3 separate regions of the Danio rerio genome follow, and regions 1 and 2 are each linked to region 3. A link is a contact called in public Hi-C and HiChIP or PLAC-seq data. All regions are on one chromosome and are shown on one strand. Each heading gives the region's core, a stretch centred on a gene start, on an enhancer-like site or on the middle of the called end of the contact. The rest is flanking DNA. Distances are from core to core; before and after follow the strand shown. Region 1 overlaps prkcbb (protein kinase C, beta b). Region 2 holds the start of prkcbb (protein kinase C, beta b). Region 3 holds the start of rbbp6 (retinoblastoma binding protein 6).

The links. A called contact is a pair of places that touch in the nucleus more often than the background predicts. HiChIP or PLAC-seq counts read pairs in DNA pulled down with a chosen protein or histone mark.
Region 1: an H3K4me3 HiChIP or PLAC-seq map of embryo shows a contact between it and region 3, with 9 times the contacts expected there. The contact joins the enhancer-like site here to the promoter of rbbp6 in region 3. A contact is called at or near these places in 7 of 18 Hi-C or Micro-C datasets (caudal fin, embryo, hematopoietic stem cells and 1 more) and 2 of 4 datasets of contacts at active chromatin or transcription factors (caudal fin and embryo).
Region 2: a contact with region 3 is called in a Hi-C map of hematopoietic stem cells, with 4 times the contacts expected there. The contact joins the promoter of prkcbb here to the promoter of rbbp6 in region 3. A contact is called at or near these places in 5 of 18 Hi-C or Micro-C datasets (caudal fin, embryo and hematopoietic stem cells).

What each region holds. Positions count from the first base shown.
Region 1 is chr3:33,983,472-33,986,970 of GRCz12tu, forward strand. The region is part of intron 5 of prkcbb (protein kinase C, beta b); the gene reads left to right. Among named protein-coding and RNA genes, the nearest start is that of prkcbb, 120 kb to the left of the region's middle. Within about 2 kb of position 1,845, at least 7 of the 62 cell types and tissues checked have an H3K27ac peak or open chromatin away from gene starts, as enhancers often do.
Region 2 is chr3:33,860,550-33,863,722 of GRCz12tu, forward strand. It overlaps prkcbb (protein kinase C, beta b), which reads left to right and starts at 1,732. Exons shown (of 17, transcript NM_200978.1): 1 at 1,732-2,045. The coding sequence starts at 1,876.
Region 3 is chr3:34,262,767-34,266,119 of GRCz12tu, forward strand. rbbp6 (retinoblastoma binding protein 6) reads left to right here and starts at 1,582. Exons shown (of 17, transcript NM_001193674.1): 1 at 1,582-2,598; 2 at 2,988-3,087. The coding sequence starts at 2,433.

The DNA of each region.
Region 1 (3,499 bases), core at 595-3,094, 280 kb before region 3:
ATATTTTAATCCGATATTTTAAAAATATTTTTAAATCATATTTCATCACATTTTTGCATTATTATAATTATTTTTAATATATTATTTCTATGTAGTTATTAACTACTTTGTTAGTTTTGCATGAATGTACATTTATTTGTCTAAAGAAAATGTTTTACTATTTTAATCATATTCTCTAATTAAATAACTTCTATTGTTGCGTATTTATTGTGCTGGCGCATGCTGGTGTTGAAGTTATGCCTCAAAAACAATAATAACCATAAATGAAAAGATGATGGATCAGGGTGTTAACTAATTTAAAAAGTTGTACAAATATAAATTATGAAAGGAATATAGTGATTAATGGAGGTGATTGTAAAGCTACAGAAAATGTACAAAAAAATGTAAACGTTAAAGAAATATCTTGATAAATAGAGGCGATTGGAAAAAGAACAAAATGAGAAAGGTATGATACAATTTTAATTAATGGCGGTTTTAAGTGCTATGTATTTTTTGGGTTAATGATATAAAATATAATATATATTATGCCAAAGATGCCAAAAGGATAAAATATGTCTCATGTAAAGCTCACATGTCTCATGTAAAAAGAAGATCAAAATCAGATCACATGTCTCATGTAAAAAGTCAGATCAAAATCTTTGTTATATTAGCGTACATTTTATATAATTTATATTTATTTATCTTAATAATGATTTTTCATGTCATTATATTAATTTATTTGTTAATTTATTGTTTTTATTTTTCCTTTTTTATTCTTTATTTTCAAACAGTTTTTATGGAGTGTCCCTGAACCTCAGTTTAAAAACAAATTTGAGTTCTCGTCATTATTCATCCTCAGGTCATTCCAATCCGGCTGATTATATTATTATTTTATTATTATTATTATTATTATTATTTAAACGTTTTGGTCCACATTGTACACTCAATTGGAGTCAATGGTATACAAAAATACCAAAAACAAACAAAAATGTGTATGCTAGTGCTTTTTTTATTTTTTTATTTTACATTTATTGTATAACAAAGATACATTTAGTCCCCATCATTTACAATAATAATCATTAGATTATTTGGTGCCAATAAAGAATGGAAAACGAGAAACAATAGGAAAAAAGTAAAGAAATCAAACAAAATTTAAAGAGATATCGATAGGTCATCTGGTCTAAGGATAAATATATAATAGAAAGGAAATTGAGAGTGAAGTAGCAAAATAATATGATAACAGCAATTTAGAGATTTAATAGATTATACATATTTAAGATTATTCCAATTGTCTTTGATTGCCTTCTTGTTAAGTGAATCTGAGATTGGAAGCAAGTAATTTGTAGTTGCTTGTATAAATGCTATAAATACTGGCCTGCAATTTGAAAATTTACAATTATGAATGTAAAAAATGCATGAAAAAGAATAAGGTTTATTATAAAGCAGATGTTAAATTTGTATGTGTGTCTGTGTGTCGTGTTTGTGTTTTCAATGGAAGGAAAAAAACATGAGCAAGTGATAACAGACATGTGTTTTTGCTTAAACTAATGCTTTTTTATATATGGAAGTAGGCCTGGATCCGTGCAGCTGTGAGTGTGTGTATATATGTGTGTGTGACATTAGCCTCAACACACTGCTCCATATTCAGCCAAGCGTCCCTCTCTTCAAGCTCAATCCTGGGCCATTTCACCCCGCGAGCCTGTAGAATTAACTAACAGCCTTTAGCCCGCTAGCGGCTAATGAGCTGAGCTGCACCATGTAAAGAAGCGAGGCACAGACAGCCCTGAGCGCAAAAGACATTTTTAATCCATCACGCTGTCCTTTATAATTTAATGTCACGCTACGGCACTGCAGATCTGCTGAGCGTACAGTAAGATGAATGAGGCCACTTCCTGTCGCGCATTTCAAAGGCCTGTCACTTAAAGCTAATGAATTGACCAATACCTGCATGGAAATGGGGCGACCACTCTGCCTTTAAAAGGTCCTTTCCACCTCATCTTTCCCACACTTGCACTCTATTTGACCAGCAGAGCACTTGCAGGTTGATAAATGTTAGTGAGGAACCCTGGGTGACCCTGTTTAGTATGTTGTTAGCGCTTGTTGTGCGGTTTATTTCTGTGAATGAATCTTACTTTGTGAAGAAATCTTGCCTTAAATCAGCTTCAAGGTCTGTTGTGAGCTGTGAATGCTCCTTTTTCTTTTATAAATCTATCATTTGGTGTTGAGTTGCAGTGGTGTTTTTAACCTAGAGGGGGCAGCGCTGCTTAATCATTTCCAGAAGCATTAAAGGGTTAGTTCACCCAAAAAATGACAATTTACTCCCCTTTACTCAGCCTCAAGTGGTTCTAAAGATTTGAGAGTTCTTTTTTCTCTACTCTGTTAAGCACAAAAGAAGATATTGTGAAGAATGTTAGAAACTGGTAGCACATGACATTCATACATACCTGTCAACATTGGGATGTAAAAATAAAGGATATTACATTATTACATTATTATTATTATTATTATTATTATTATTATTATTACTATTATTATTATTATTTTTACAAAGGATATAATAAATAGCATACATTAGAAAAAGCTGCAAATAAATAAAACAGTTTAGCCTATTAAAATGAATAGCTAGGCTATTATAAAGAAATTGAATCAAGTTATTAAATCTCATGAACCTTTTGTTCACTGTATAATTTAAACAATCTGATTACTCTCGTTTTGATTTTTCATTTGATTACATTAAATAACAGACGTGTCACTGCACAGATCTATTATGAAAGCATTTGATTGTTTTCTTAACTTTTTATGCTCATTTGAAGGCCGGCTCACTTACAATCTACAATTTTCTTTTGTTTTCTTTGATTTTTTAAATAGATTTTTAAATAGATTTTTTTTTAATCCTAACTGATTGTAGCATGTCAGACTGCACGAACATGGCTGCCATGTCACACTGTAAGATCTCAGTTGTCATAAAGTCAAATTGAATTACAATGAATATGCGCCAAACACGGAAGAAAACACCCCCAAAGTTAGACGTCTTCCATCCCTGACACTTTCACTATCCCGCATTCTGAAATTATTCCTCACGGCAAACATTAACAACCTGTTATGGCAATTTTACACACGGCGTGTCTCAATTTTTCAGAAAGAAAAATTTCTCTGCAGTCGTTTGAATCGTCAAATCATCATTCATCAAATTCGGAGCTTCAATTGGTTCTCGGATTGAAGCTCATCGCAGCTGTTGTCACACTGCAGGAAAGTGTCTGTAATCTTGTGGCAGTGTCAGATCTTCATCGAAGGAAAAATCTGATCGCAACAGGCATTAAACGGCTGTCTGTGAACATGTCAAACCAACGATCAAAGATCACCGGTTTTAGGATGTCAGGAATCTTTTAGGATTTCTCAAATTTGTTTCTGATGACAAAATCGTGGCTGAAGTCTCACAGTGAGAGCAGGGCTTTAGACAAAATGTGTTGTTTTTAAAAGAAAACGAACCAAGGCCAACATGTTTAGATATTATTATTGT
Region 2 (3,173 bases), core at 482-2,981, 400 kb before region 3:
ATCAAACATTGTTTACTACACTAAGTCAGTTTAACAGCGAAGGGATTGATAGAATAGGTCTAATTAATGGACGATTTGCGAAGAAATGTCATGCTCCTTTGTAAAGGTAATTTGTAATACTTTTAAAAAAATACTGCATTTTATTTTGAATTTTATAGTTTATTTTGATACACCTAAAATTAAGGTATTTGGAATTTTATTTTAAAATACATTTCAATGTATTTTTGCCCAATCCAGGTTATATGCTTGAAAAAATATGTTATTATAAGTGATAATTTACGATCATATCATGCTCTTCCGGAAAAAGATGGTTTGCACTCTCCAGGTTGGAGGAAAGTCCTTACCCCAGGTGGAGGAGTTCAAATATCTTGGGGTTTTGTTCACAAGTGAAGGAAGGATGGAATGTGAGATTGAAAGGTGTATTGGTGCAGCGACAGCAGTTATGGGGTCAGTATATCAGTCTATTGTGGTAAAGAAGGAGCTGAGCCGAAAGGCAAAGCTCTCGATTTACCGGTCAATCTACGTTCTACTCTCACCTATGGTCATGAGCTTTGGGTCATGACCGAAAGAACAAGATCTCGGACACAAGCAGCCAAAACGAGTTTCCAATGCAGGATGTAAGGGCGCACCCTTATAGATTGGGTGAGGAGCTCTGTCACCCGGGAGGAGCTCAGAGTAGAGCCGCTGCTCCTTCACATCGAGAGAAGTCAGCTGAGGTGGCTTGGGCATCTGTTTCGGATGCCTACTGGGTGCCTACCTAGAGAGGTGTTCCAGGCAAGTCCCACTGTGAAGAGGCCTCGAGAAAGATCCAGGACACGCTGGAGGGACTTTGTCTCTTGGCTGGCCTGGGAATGTCTCGAGATCTCCCCGGAGGAGCTGGAGGAAATATGGGGTTCTCTCCTAAGACTGCTGCCTCTGCAACACGGCCCCGGAAAAACAGTTAAAATAGAGTTGAGAGATGAGATCATATTATTGTGCAAGGTAATGATTTAACATGATTTACTAATATTAGTCCTCACAAATGAATGTGCAGTTCTGAAATGAATTAGATTATTAGGGTGCACTGTTTTATGTGTAACTGGCTTGTACTCATGCCAGTTTAATCAATGATCGAGGACTTTTAGTTACCTGAATTATTTTTCATATTCACTCATGTCCTTTTATTTTTTCTTACAAGCTATGCAAATTAAAGTACCGTTTTGGTGCGTTTTGTACAACCGGTCATGTGATGTCAACATGTAAAATGCCCATGAGGGGGCGACCCGCTCCATGCAGAATAAAATCACCCTTTTTCCCCCAGCACTTATCTTTATCTCTCATGGCAGTAAATGTTTATAACGTTATCTCTAAAACCTAAACGCTTTGTTTAAGAGTAGAACAGTTTAATTACAAAAAATAAATACCGACTGCACCTTTAAGTTTGAACCCAAATAGGCGTTCATCCGACCTACTCCATATTCAGTATCAACAAGGCAGCATGATTGGCAGATTCCCTTCAATTATAAATGTTCACGAGCCTCATAATTCATCAGCTCGTAAATGTTTCCACACTGTCTCCTTCTCGTAATGCTGTCGAGCGGATTTTAATGTAAATGCGTAAGAGGTTTGACAGAATCTCTATCAATCAGCTCTGCTCGCCAAAGGTAAATGAGTGGGAGGGTGGGAGGAGTCTTGTAACAGCGCGTCAGTGTGTGTCTGGGTATGTGTGTGTGTGTGTGTGAAAAGAGAGAGAGAGAGTGTACCGGTGAAGGCACTTGGGCGGAGAAGGAAGCGAAGCATCGCGCCTGAGAGTTGATCGCAGTCTGAAGCTTTTGCGTTACATGTGCGCAACTCACTCCAGTGTCCAGGCTCGTGCAAACTTTCCCCGCTTTTAGAATGGCAGAGCCGGCGAACAGCGATGGAGAGGAGAGGAGCGCACCCATGAGGGGTTTTGCCCGGCAAGGCGCCCTGAGACAGAAGAACGTTCACGAAGTCAAGAACCACAAGTTTATCGCTCGCTTCTTCAAGCAGCCTACTTTCTGCAGCCACTGCACGGACTTTATCTGGTAAGGAGTTTGCGGGCTTTGCAAGGTGTATGGCAAGCTGTTAAAACAGTGAGATAGGAAGGCTAATTCGTTTTTTTGTGATATTAGTTTTGATTTGTGCTGCTAATGAATGTATTAGGGACTATTATTTAAACGTTTTCATGACAATATGCATTGTGCATAGGCCTATTGCTATATTCTTAGTAGGTTATGCACTTATTAGTCTTTTTATTTAACTTTTTTGATGGTTAACTTTTTTATATAGTGATGAAGAGTACTTGAATCTCTTCTAAAAAGTATGTTAAATCCACCATTAATAAATTGTAATTCATTTATTTTTAATTGAAGGCCCTGATAGACTTACCTTGTTACTTTTCTAAATTAAAATTAATTTAAGATTTTATATGAAGATCTAAATGAAATTCGCACAGCCGACTGTGGAATTTAGATGAATATTGTGGATTTTTTTTGCAAAAAAGATGAACACGCAACTAAAATTACTGCTGCAAAAGAAAACAACAGCTAAGAAAGCGTCTATACTTAGCAATGTTTACATTTGGATAAATTTGACACATAAATCGATAGTTCACCCTAAAACATAAATTCAGTCATCATTAATTTACTTGTCCTCCATTTGTTTCAAATTAGTTTGAGCCTCTTTCTTTTGAACACAAAGTATATTTGAAAATATTTATAAAAATGTTTAAAACCTGTAGTCATTGATTTACAATGGATGTCAATGGCTACCAATTTCGAACATTCTTCAGAACATTTTATTGTGCGTTTAACAGAATAAAGATAAAGGTCTGGAACCCTCTTGAGGGTGAGCAAATAGTGCATAGTTTTTCAGTGAAATATCCCTTTAAACAGTCATGTCACGCTTGCAATAGCACTTACAATAATGTTGCTTTGCAGGGATTCTCAATCTCGGTCCTGGAGGTCCGGTGTCCTGCAGATTTTAGCTCCAACCCCAATCAGACACACTTTGCCTAGCTAATCAAGCTCTTACTAGGCATTCTAGAAACATCCTTGCAGGTGTGTTGAGGCAAGTTGGAGCTAAAAACTGCAGCACACTGGACCTCCTGGGCCGAGTTTTAGAAACCTTGCATAAAAAACGGTCAGTATTGATTGGATTAGATTAGATTTTAA
Region 3 (3,353 bases), core at 332-2,831:
AGTTCAAATCAATTTGTAAAAGAACTACATAATTAGTTTTCATCTGTTACTTTCAGGCTGAACATATTGGGAATTTTGGGACAGATTTGGGTAAAACACATTTTAGCATGTCTAGCATATCTGTACGTTTAATGCTGCTAGGAGCACATCTCCACAATGACAAGCAATAGAATTTGTAAACAATTAAAGACTGCCATCTAGTGCTCAAAAGTCATAAGCCCACACTAAAGGGAGAATTTATTTTTACATTAGCCAGTCTGGTGAAAGGGGTTGTTCTTTTTTTTCTCAAAAAGTGGACCTTTTTGCAGTTATTTGCCTTATTTTTCTGTTGAATTATGAGATCTAAATAGTGCATTTTAGTGACATTTTAAGCAGCATTAGCTGTATTAGCTTGTTGGACGGTCATCATAACCACACTTTATGATGCACCAAAAATGTTTCCTAAATATTTAGAATAAAGAAATGTCAAAATTAATACTTATTTCTAAAATTCAAATTTATTACATCATTTATCATTAGAAAAAAGAAACATCAATGATGTTTTACATCAATACCTGTCTATTGTTGTTTATTTTGCAAAGAACTACCTGCCCAGCATATTCTTTCCACAGTCAGAATCTAGCAATTTGAATAAAAAATATATTTAAAAAATATTATTAATAATAATAACATAGTGTAGAGCAATTCAAACAAACAAATTATCTAGCCTCTCTTGTATAAGAAAGTACATTTGAAAATTAATGTATAACAACAATGGCCAAAATAGTATTCAAATTAATTTTAATATGGGTTGCTTTTGGTGCCTCACACCTTTTTATTGGTAGTTTTTGTGTTTCAAGAACAGTGTCTACGATTTAGAATAAAAGTCACTTTTAAAATGTTTTCGCTATTTAAATACAAGTTGCAAAAGATTCTCTTGTGTCAGATTGTGCATTTTCTTGCACAAAATATTTTAGCTAAAGTCACACAGAAGATAATGTTAATTATGGGCATACGTTTTATTTTATTTAGAATCGTATGCGATGTAAAAAAAACTCAGACTGTTTTACATTATATTAATGAACATTAAATTAAGTTGCAAGTCAGAACATAGAGTAGTATCAGTAACATTGAGAAAAAATAAAATAGAAATAAACATGAATAAAAACATCAACATTATTCATTTTATGCATGCAAAAGAGTTTAGTAGTTTATAGATTTTTTATTTTTTTTGCTATGTACACTAGTATGACTAATTTATATTTTAAATGAGTAAAATTATAATTTTCCTTGACTGTTTGCATTTATGAATAAAGATGTGCTGTCAGATTTGCTTTTTGTATAGTGTGTAGCCTTTGTGTGTGAATGCGAGAGTGTATGGGTGTTTTCCAGTGATGGGTTGCGGCTGGAAGGGCATTCGCTGCGTAAAGCATATGCTAGTTAAGTTGGTGGTTCATTCCGCTGAAGTGAACCCGATTAATAAAGCGACTAAAACAAAAGGGTGTGCTGTTAATAAACTCCCGCAACTTGTAGCGCTTTGCGCATGCGCACTCTTGGCCCCTCCTAGTAACAGCTTTATTCTTTGCCCCTGCGTTTTCTGCGGAAACCCCTAGTGTGCGTAAAGTCAACGGGTTGTTTTCGATCACGGACGTGAGTCAGTACGACAAAACTGTGATTTAAACAACATCACTGTGGCCATCGAGGTTGACGACGGGGAGACTGGGTTACCGCGACAGTATTTTGATAAAAGGAGGAACGTTTTTTTTTTTTGTTTTTAGTGTTTTGTATCCGTTTTGCTGTAGTCTGTTGTGTTTTTGTATGTGTGATGGACGCCATTTTAGGTTGGTCACACTAGCTCATAGCCACATTGTTCAGGCCTTGCTTCAAACTACGTCGGTTTGTGTTTTTTGTTGTTGTTGAAATTTGGACTGCGCCGAACAAACATTTCGGAGGAACTCATTTCGGACACCGAGGCGACGTTATTGACTGGACTCTACACGTTCACCCATACGGACACCGTTTGAACTGTATATTTCTTGATCAGAGTTGGACCTTACGGACAGCTCACGGCTAACCGCCATATGGTCTTGGACATTGAAACCCGGCAGGAGAGTTTCTGGCTTCTTGCTGGGAAATTCCGTGGACTTAAATCACTTGCGTCATAAAGATTGCGTGTTGCATTTGATCACGGTCTTTCTGAACACTTGCTATTTTCAAATCGCAGTTGCTATTCACGTGAGGCAGAATCCACACGACCTCCTTAGTGGAGACCTTTTGATTTAACAAAAGAGTGTTGAGATGATGAGCAAATATGGCTATTATTCTTAAACTGTTAAGCTGATAAACTGATATTGAGTAAGGTTGATCGCTGGGAGAGCCCACGCGATCGGGCGAGTTGTAGTTGAGTTTGGTTGTGTGTGGTGGTGGTGTCTGACCACAAGGAGTGTTTAAACATGTCTTGTGTCCATTACAAGTTTTCTTCTAAACTTAACTACGACACGGTCACCTTCGATGGCCTTCACATCACGCTCAGTGATTTGAAACGCCAGATCATGGGGCGAGAGAAGCTGAAGGCCGCGGACTGCGACCTGCAAATCACCAACGCTCAGACTAAAGAAGGTAAGCTGGACAAAATGTGTTTGTTTGTTCAAAGTTTGTTCGAGTAATTGATACTAACCAATGTTAACATAAGTAAACGCGTAAGGTTTGTTGGAAAAGGGGTTTGAATTATTGCCTTGGTTAACTGTTAGCTTATAGCTAATGTTTGCTAACCTGTCACCAGCTTCGTTATTATATAACTTTTAAATGGGATTTTATGTCTTTTAATTATAAGCTTGTAAATGATTTGTTTTATTGCGATTAATTAATTTAAAGTATTGTTTTTAACTGTACATTTGTGTAGTGAAGACTCCATTTTGTGTGCCAGCGTTTATGTGTGCTCATTACATAGACAAAGGAATGTGAGAGGTGTTAATTAATGGTTTTGCCATTCTTATTTTTGATTACAGAATACACTGACGATGAAGCCCTCATTCCTAAAAACTCGTCTGTCATCATTAGACGAATCCCTATTGGAGGGCTTAAGTCGACAAGCAAAACATATGTCATGTAAGTACATTACTACTTTTAACCTGCAGTTGTCTTTTATAAATATTTGTACGACAAAAACATCTAAAAGTGTTAGATGTTTCAGTAGATATTAGCTAGGAACATTGTAATGTGGAAACTGCTGTATCTCATTTACAGTTCTGCATGTTCAACATTAATATGTTGTGATTTGATGTGAGGCATGAAGGGTAAAATGTCATATTTAGTCTCACCTTCCCCAATGGTGTATTATGATTGTAAATTTAAAATAAATGTCTCCATATAAA